2 separate regions of the Mus musculus genome follow, and region 2 is linked to region 1. The links are chromatin contacts, called in public HiChIP or PLAC-seq maps. All regions are on one chromosome and are shown on one strand. The core of a region is the stretch at or near the end of the contact, and the rest is flanking DNA. Distances in the headings are between cores, read along the strand shown. Region 1 has its middle 110 kb from the start of Gm25634. Region 2 overlaps Uggt1 (UDP-glucose glycoprotein glucosyltransferase 1).

Region 1 (3,400 bases), core at 434-2,933:
CCTCTGTCCTCTCAAGTCCACTCAGAACCACTATCCCTCTATTAAATATGTCTCTGTAGCTACAATAAAATACCCTGGAGGAGATGGCTGAAGGGAGAGGGGTCTACCTTGGCTCACGGCTCTATAAGGATACATTGTAGGGAAGGTGCCAGGACAGAAGCATGAGGCCAGCTTGCCACACAGCCTGGGCAGTCTCAGAGCAGGAAGAGCACAGAAAACTCAAAGCCCGCTTGCAGTGAGATGCTTCCTCATTGAGAGCTCTTCCTCTAAAGGTTCCATAACCTTCCCAAACAGTGCCACCAGCCTAGGGACCAAGTGTTCAAACCTGTGAGCCCATGGAAAACATGTCACACTCACACATGACACTTCCCTTTACCGTAGTAAGTGCTTCTGCATGACTCCATACGGGGAATTCTGATAAAACATGGTATGAACCACAGTGATGGTCACTGCTCCAAAAACATATTCATCCCCCACCACCACCCTCTAAAATTACACTGCAAGGTTAGCATTCTGAGCTGTGACGGTCCCGTGGAGCTCCTCTCCATCTGCAACATGTCTCCCCGTCCATGCACTACAGTTATGGCCTCCACCTGGAATGTTAGATGGAATTAGAAAGTGGAGGGTGGTGTGAAAATCATTGCTGAACTGGAAGGCACAGTCATGCTTTCCCACTCCCACAGAGCATGGTCACCCATCTTAGGATCTGTCCACTGAGTGGTTAGCTTTTCAAACATGAAACTACTATACATACATACATACATACATACATACATACATACATAGTACATACATAGTTTCAAAGAGACATACATATATAGTCTTCTTGAAACTACTATACATACATGCATGCATATATGTCAAGGAGACCATTCAGAAAGAAGAGCTAGAAGGAGGCAAAGATCGGGTAAGCTGGAAAGAGAAGAGGCTGGAAGCCACAGTTCTATGAGGAGTAAAAGGAGAAGGTCTTGAGATCCCTGACATCTTGTAACCTGGATCCTTTCTTCCAAGTTCCCTGATGATGGGGAAAGCTACAGGCAGACACAAGATCCAACTGAACAGGTGCTAGGGCCACAGATGATCCTACTATGATGCAGCAAGCAGTAGGTGCCTGTCTTGGGGAATCTGGGACAGGTTTTTGTTTCACTGCACTGACTTTTGAGAGACCAGTGATTGAGCCAAGTGCACAGTTCTTGTTCATTAAAAGGGAGTCATTAAAACCAGCAATGAGTCATCAATCGTAGTTAAAATTTAGAAGCCAAATATGCAGATATGAAAGCATCAGGACCAAACACAGCTGGGTCTAAATCTCAGATCCGCTCTGCACACCTGTGAGATTTCCACTGATTTTGCTTCCTTATCTATTTCTTTTTGCTTCTATTCCCCATTTAGCTTTTCCTCACCATTCTTACTGATGAAATGGAAGTGACACTGTAACAGGCTCCCAGACCTTAGCACAACTGACTCCACGACAGAAGTACCATTGAAGCCATAAAACTCAGCACTTAGACAGCACCACCTGCCAAAATGAGAACAAAGACCTAATCCATCAAAGTCCATAGCTCTGGGAAAGTCTGTAAATGCACTAACCTTGCTTTTTGGCTTCTGTAGTTCTGCTTCTGGCTTACTGTTCTTGCTAACTGAGGTGTGTCAACCCAGGATGTGGTTTCATGCTTTAAAAGCTCACCCTGAGAAAGGCTCAGAGCTAAACCGGGGCCCCAAACACCCGGTGTAGTTGCCAGTTGGCAGATAAAGACTTGCTATTGGCTTAAATCCATGTCTAAGTAGTCTCTGGCGGATACTCCACAACAACAGTTGCTTCTATTATTTATTATAAAACCTGAAATACACGCTGCTTTCCATATTGATCGAGATATTGTTAAATGAGCCAGGGAAGGGTGCGCAGCTGGTGGGGTGCTTGCCTAGCAGGCACGAAGCCCTTAATGCGATCCCCAGCAGCTGATAAACGTGGTGTGATAGGACACATTGTAATCTGCACACCTATGACCACCACGAGGAGGGGAAGGCAGGTAGATCAGAAATTCAAGATCATCCTTGGCTACACAGTGATACATGAAGGTCCTGCCTCCAAAGCAAAGCAAAACAATCACAGATCACTGAGGTCGTTAAGAATAACTAAATAAGAATAATTAAAATAAATATATAAAATAAAAATATAATTAATTAATTAATTAAATAGTTAAATACAAATACACAATAGTGAAAATACAAGAAAAGGAATCACGTGGAAACTAGTACTATAAGGAAAAACTGCATGTGATTGTAATAGCCCTAATGAAACTCATGGTTTATCAAAAGAAAAGGAGATGAAAGCAGAAGTGAACTAATTGAGCAGAGAAAGAAGATCATTAAGAGTAGGAGTCAGTGAACATGGGAAGGGTCAGGGAGAGCGGGAGGGACCACTAGAGTAGGAGAGGTCAGTGAGAGTGGGAGGGCCAATGGGAGGGGCCAGGCAGATTGGGAGGGGTCAGTGAGAATGGGAGGGGGCAGTGAGAGTAGGAGGGGGCAGTGAGGGTGAGAAGGGTTAAGAGAATAGTAGGGAGTGACTATGATCACAATGCACTATATACATGTATAACAATATTATAATGCTCATTGTTATCTACAATTAATATATGCTAATATAATATATATAATGTAAAAAAGGGGAAAAACAGCACAAAAGCATTATATTCTAGTCATGTTAGTGAAATTTTAGTGCATGTCAGTGTTAATTCCAACACGAATTCTGGATAGTTCATGAGCTCCCGGGTGCTGTGCTTTCTGCTCTCTGCCTTTTAGTTTAGAGGCTTACAGCAGGCCCTGTGAGTGACTTTGAAGTTAACACCAACCACTTCAACAACAAAGAGACCAAACAGGCTAGGTGGCCAGAAGACGACTTCTTGAGAAAGCAGGCCTGAAAGATGATCTGCATTTTTCTTTAAAGAATAGAGAACAGACAATTCTGTGCACAAAAGAGACAAAGTGAACCCAGTTCAGGCTCCCAGGAGGAAGGGCCTGCCGGATCCACGACTCTAGAGTCTAAGGGACAGGTCTTTCAATCTCTTCCCAGTGAACTGCTAGGAACTTTAGAAATCCAGATGCCTGCTCTCTCACAATCCATAAGCGCGGTCTCTGAGGTGGGACTCAGGTACTAGCATTTTATAAATATGTCCACTGACAGCAACTCATGTTATGAGTGACTAGAGGTCATGCGGTGCTAATCACCTTCATCACCTACAGCTGGAAAACATGGCTCTACAAGCTAGGATCATGCCTGAATGATACCCAAACCTCCCTGGAGAGCAATGTTCATGGCCCAGAGCTACTCGGTTTCCATAGCATCTCTGGCCCTAAGGATATTATCATGTCTCTGTAGCTGCTCTCTCCTTATCAGAAT
Region 2 (3,400 bases), core at 348-2,847, 500 kb after region 1:
GCAGACTGCGACATTTCAAAAGACCTACACCATTCCTGGTATCTCTCTCCATCTCCCACTTATAGTAAAGATGTGAGCGCTCAGCTGTTTCTGCTGCCGTGGTTTTTTTGCCCTGCCATCAAGGCCTCTAACTCTCTGAAACCATAGGCGCAGTTAAAGGCTTTATCAATGGCCTTGGGCATAGTGTTTTCTCACAGAAATAGGAATGAAAAGTAACTGAGACAATTTCCTTCATCAAACCGTCAACAAAATAAACTTTAGATACTGCTGAACCTGCACTTTCTACTCTGCGGGAAGATAATAATTATACATAATATACTTTATAATATAACACAGTCTTACAGCCATACATATCATGGCTCCCAGTTTAGGGTCTTTATGTGATTCCTGAGTGTGCAAATAAATGAGTGGGTTTCTGATTCTTGTGCCTTTTCTTTTCCTCCTGTTTGTTTTGTTCAATTCTGAATGTGTTAGCTTTTGTTTTATCTTTTTATTCTGTATTCTATTATTATCCCTTAGATGCTATTTTCTACTGAGAGACAGAAAGCAGGTGAATCCAATGTGAGGAGGGGAAGGAACGGGAAACTGGAATCGGGATATATTATGTGAGGGGGAAAATTATTTTCAATAAAAGGAAAAAAATAAAGAAAAGAAACAGCTGAGAGAAAACATGAACAAAAGCAGTCATATGCTCAGAGGTCATGAGATGAGAGCCAGCAGGTGGGTCAAAGACCTGGCAGTGCAAACTGTCACTCTGCATGAGACAGCTGCTAAAGATAAAGGACAGAGGATTCCAGCACAGACTGAAAACAAAAAATACTAAAATGGAAGCAAATATGTTAATTAAAATGAAGGACAAACAGAAGACTAAACTAACTAGACAGGAAACACAAAGAACAAAGGACAAAAGACTAAAATAATAAACTACTAAGATTGAGCAGGGTGGGGGGGCGAGCTGAGTGAAGGTGGTTAGCTGCAGGAAGCTCTACAGGAAGGAAGAGATAGAATGGGGAACGGCTGGTGAAGGGCACAAAACTACAAAGGAAAGTGAGTAGAGGGAACACATCCCCAGGTCAGCAGAGGCCAAGAGGCTAAATAGAAGCATGGTGTCCAGGCTAGACAGCAGGCTCAGTAGAGTCTACAGAGTGGCAAGTGGGCTGCCTCCTGCCTGCCACAGTCAGGGAGCAGGGCAGCAGTCTGCTATCAGGAGTGACATGCTCCTGACGCACGGGGCTCTGGTTATAGCCTTGGCTTTGTAGTGACTCCTTGATACACCTGAAGATGGATTCTTTTAATGGATGCTACATATCACAATAAACAACAACATATTTTAAGAAAGACTTTAAACAAGCTGGGTATTGTGGCTCATGCCTTTAATCTCAGCACTACGGAGGCAGAGGCTGGTGGATCTCTAGACCAGCCCTGTCTACAAAGAGAGTTCCAGGCCAGCCAAGGCTACTAAGTGCTACCTGGTCTCAAAACAGCAGCTGCAGCAGCAGATTGACAGTAGATATCTAAAACACTTAAAGCTACAACTGGGGCTGAGGAGAAGGGTGAGGGTAGGAGCCCTGGCTGCTCTAACACCTGTCTGTCACTCCAGCTCAGGGTGATTGAGACTCCCTCTCCTGGTCTCTGGGAGCACTGCACATACAGTGCATAGACCTACATGCAGGCAAAACACCCATGCACATAAAGACAAATAAACAGAACACAAACCCAAACGAAACAAACCTGTAATTTTACTTCTGAAAATGCTTGTTATTGGAAAAGTTATTCAGCAAGCCTTCCTGAAAGTTCTGACATGGAGGGCAGTCAGGGCTAGAAAATTTTACTACTTTTTAGTGTAAATTCTGAGCTTTTTGACAGTCTCAGAGCCTTTGGGATCAGACAAGTCTCTCTCTCTCTCTCACACACACACACACACACACACTCACTCACACTCACACTCACATACTTTCCATGAAGAAATAGTTCAGTTCTGAGAAAGCACACAAACACTACTTCATTTTCAGACACAAATGGCATACTTGTATGTGTAATGTCAACGGTCACTTACTTGATCAAGATTTGAAAGACTGTTGGGATCCTGGCTCAGACCTTGGTACTGTCCCCTGAGTCTGTCTCCAGCAGCTATTTTCCTAAACTTCTTCAGATCCACGACATACAGCGCACTGAGTGGAGAGGAGACACTTGTTACAGACAAACCATCAATTGATGTCAACAATGAACCCAACTGAATGGTGGGAGAGGTCATGGATGGAACAGGCCAGTGTCCCAGAGAGAGAGTGGAAGATGCCGCAGAGGGCGCATGCACATGGCCAAGAGGATCACACACCTGCAGGCTATGGCCTGCTCTGACGGCTCACTTTGGCCAGCTTTTTATTTTGTTGTCTTACAAGGAAACTAATTTCTGAGGCAAGATTTCTATCTAGGGGCTGGAGAGATGGCTTGGTGGTTAAGAGCACTGACTGCTCTTCCAGAGAACCTGAGTTCAATTCCCAGCAGCCACATGGTGGCTCACAACCATCTGTAATGGGATCTGATGCCCTCTTCTGGTGTGTCTGAAGAGAGCAACAGTATATTCACACACATAAAATAAATATAAGAAAGACAAAAAGAAATCTGGCTAACTCAAAAGATCCAGTGATAAAGATCACTGAAACTGATAAATGATAACAATTTGCCACCACTATCCTGACGACATCTTAAGATAACAGGAGAGGAGCAGGCAGGGTTCCAATTCTCTGCAGCCAAGAAACACGGAATAAAACTGAAGTCACCGCAGCCATCATTCATCTCTGTGTGTGCTCATTTTAACAAGGAGTTACTTAGGGCCCTGAGGATTGTCGCAGAGGTTAGGAGCCCTGGCTACCCTTCTAGAGGATCAGAGTTTGGTTCCCTTCATGCACACAGTGGCTCACCATCTTCTGTAACTCCAGTTTCAGGGACTCTGACATCTTCTGGCCTTCATGCAGGCAAAATACTCATACACATAAAATAAGTCAATCTTTTCTTTTTTTAAAAAAGATGTATTTTTTGTTTTTTTTTTTGTAAATGTGTATGGGTGTTTTACCTGCATCTATGTCTGTATATCACATGCAAACAGTGCCTACACAGGCCAAAAGGTGCCCTGGACCTGGGCTTATAGGCAGGTGTGAGCACCCATGTGGGTGTGGGTGTTGGTGCTATGGAAAAGTAGCCAGTGGTCCTCATCTCAGAGAACATCTCTCCAGCTCGATAATATTTCTTGTATATGTCCTAGCCTCCAAATCACCTTCTTCCAGAAGACATGGAGTGTCCATTTGAAGTAATAAATGCATATACTGGTATACTGGTTGTGGGTTTTGTTTGTTTGGTGTTTTTTTGTTTTTTAGACAGGGTCTCACTTTGTAGACCATGC

What was found. HiChIP or PLAC-seq counts read pairs in DNA pulled down with a chosen protein or histone mark.
Region 2: a contact with region 1 is called in an H3K27ac HiChIP or PLAC-seq map of T-cell acute lymphoblastic leukemia, with 2.1 times the contacts expected there. The contact joins two enhancer-like sites.

What each region holds. Positions count from the first base shown.
Region 1 is chr1:35,651,823-35,655,222 of GRCm38.p6, forward strand. No RefSeq gene overlaps it. Among named protein-coding and RNA genes, the nearest start is that of Gm25634, 110 kb to the right of the region's middle. Within about 2 kb of position 1,684, at least 57 of the 459 cell types and tissues checked have an H3K27ac peak or open chromatin away from gene starts, as enhancers often do. A contact at or near this core is called in T-cell acute lymphoblastic leukemia, where this site is marked.
Region 2 is chr1:36,147,989-36,151,388 of GRCm38.p6, forward strand. It overlaps Uggt1 (UDP-glucose glycoprotein glucosyltransferase 1), which reads right to left. Exons shown (of 41, transcript NM_198899.2): 38 at 2,057-2,171. Among named protein-coding and RNA genes, the nearest start is that of Mir6897, 5.4 kb to the left of the region's middle. Within about 2 kb of position 1,598, at least 36 of the 459 cell types and tissues checked have an H3K27ac peak or open chromatin away from gene starts, as enhancers often do. A contact at or near this core is called in T-cell acute lymphoblastic leukemia, where this site is marked.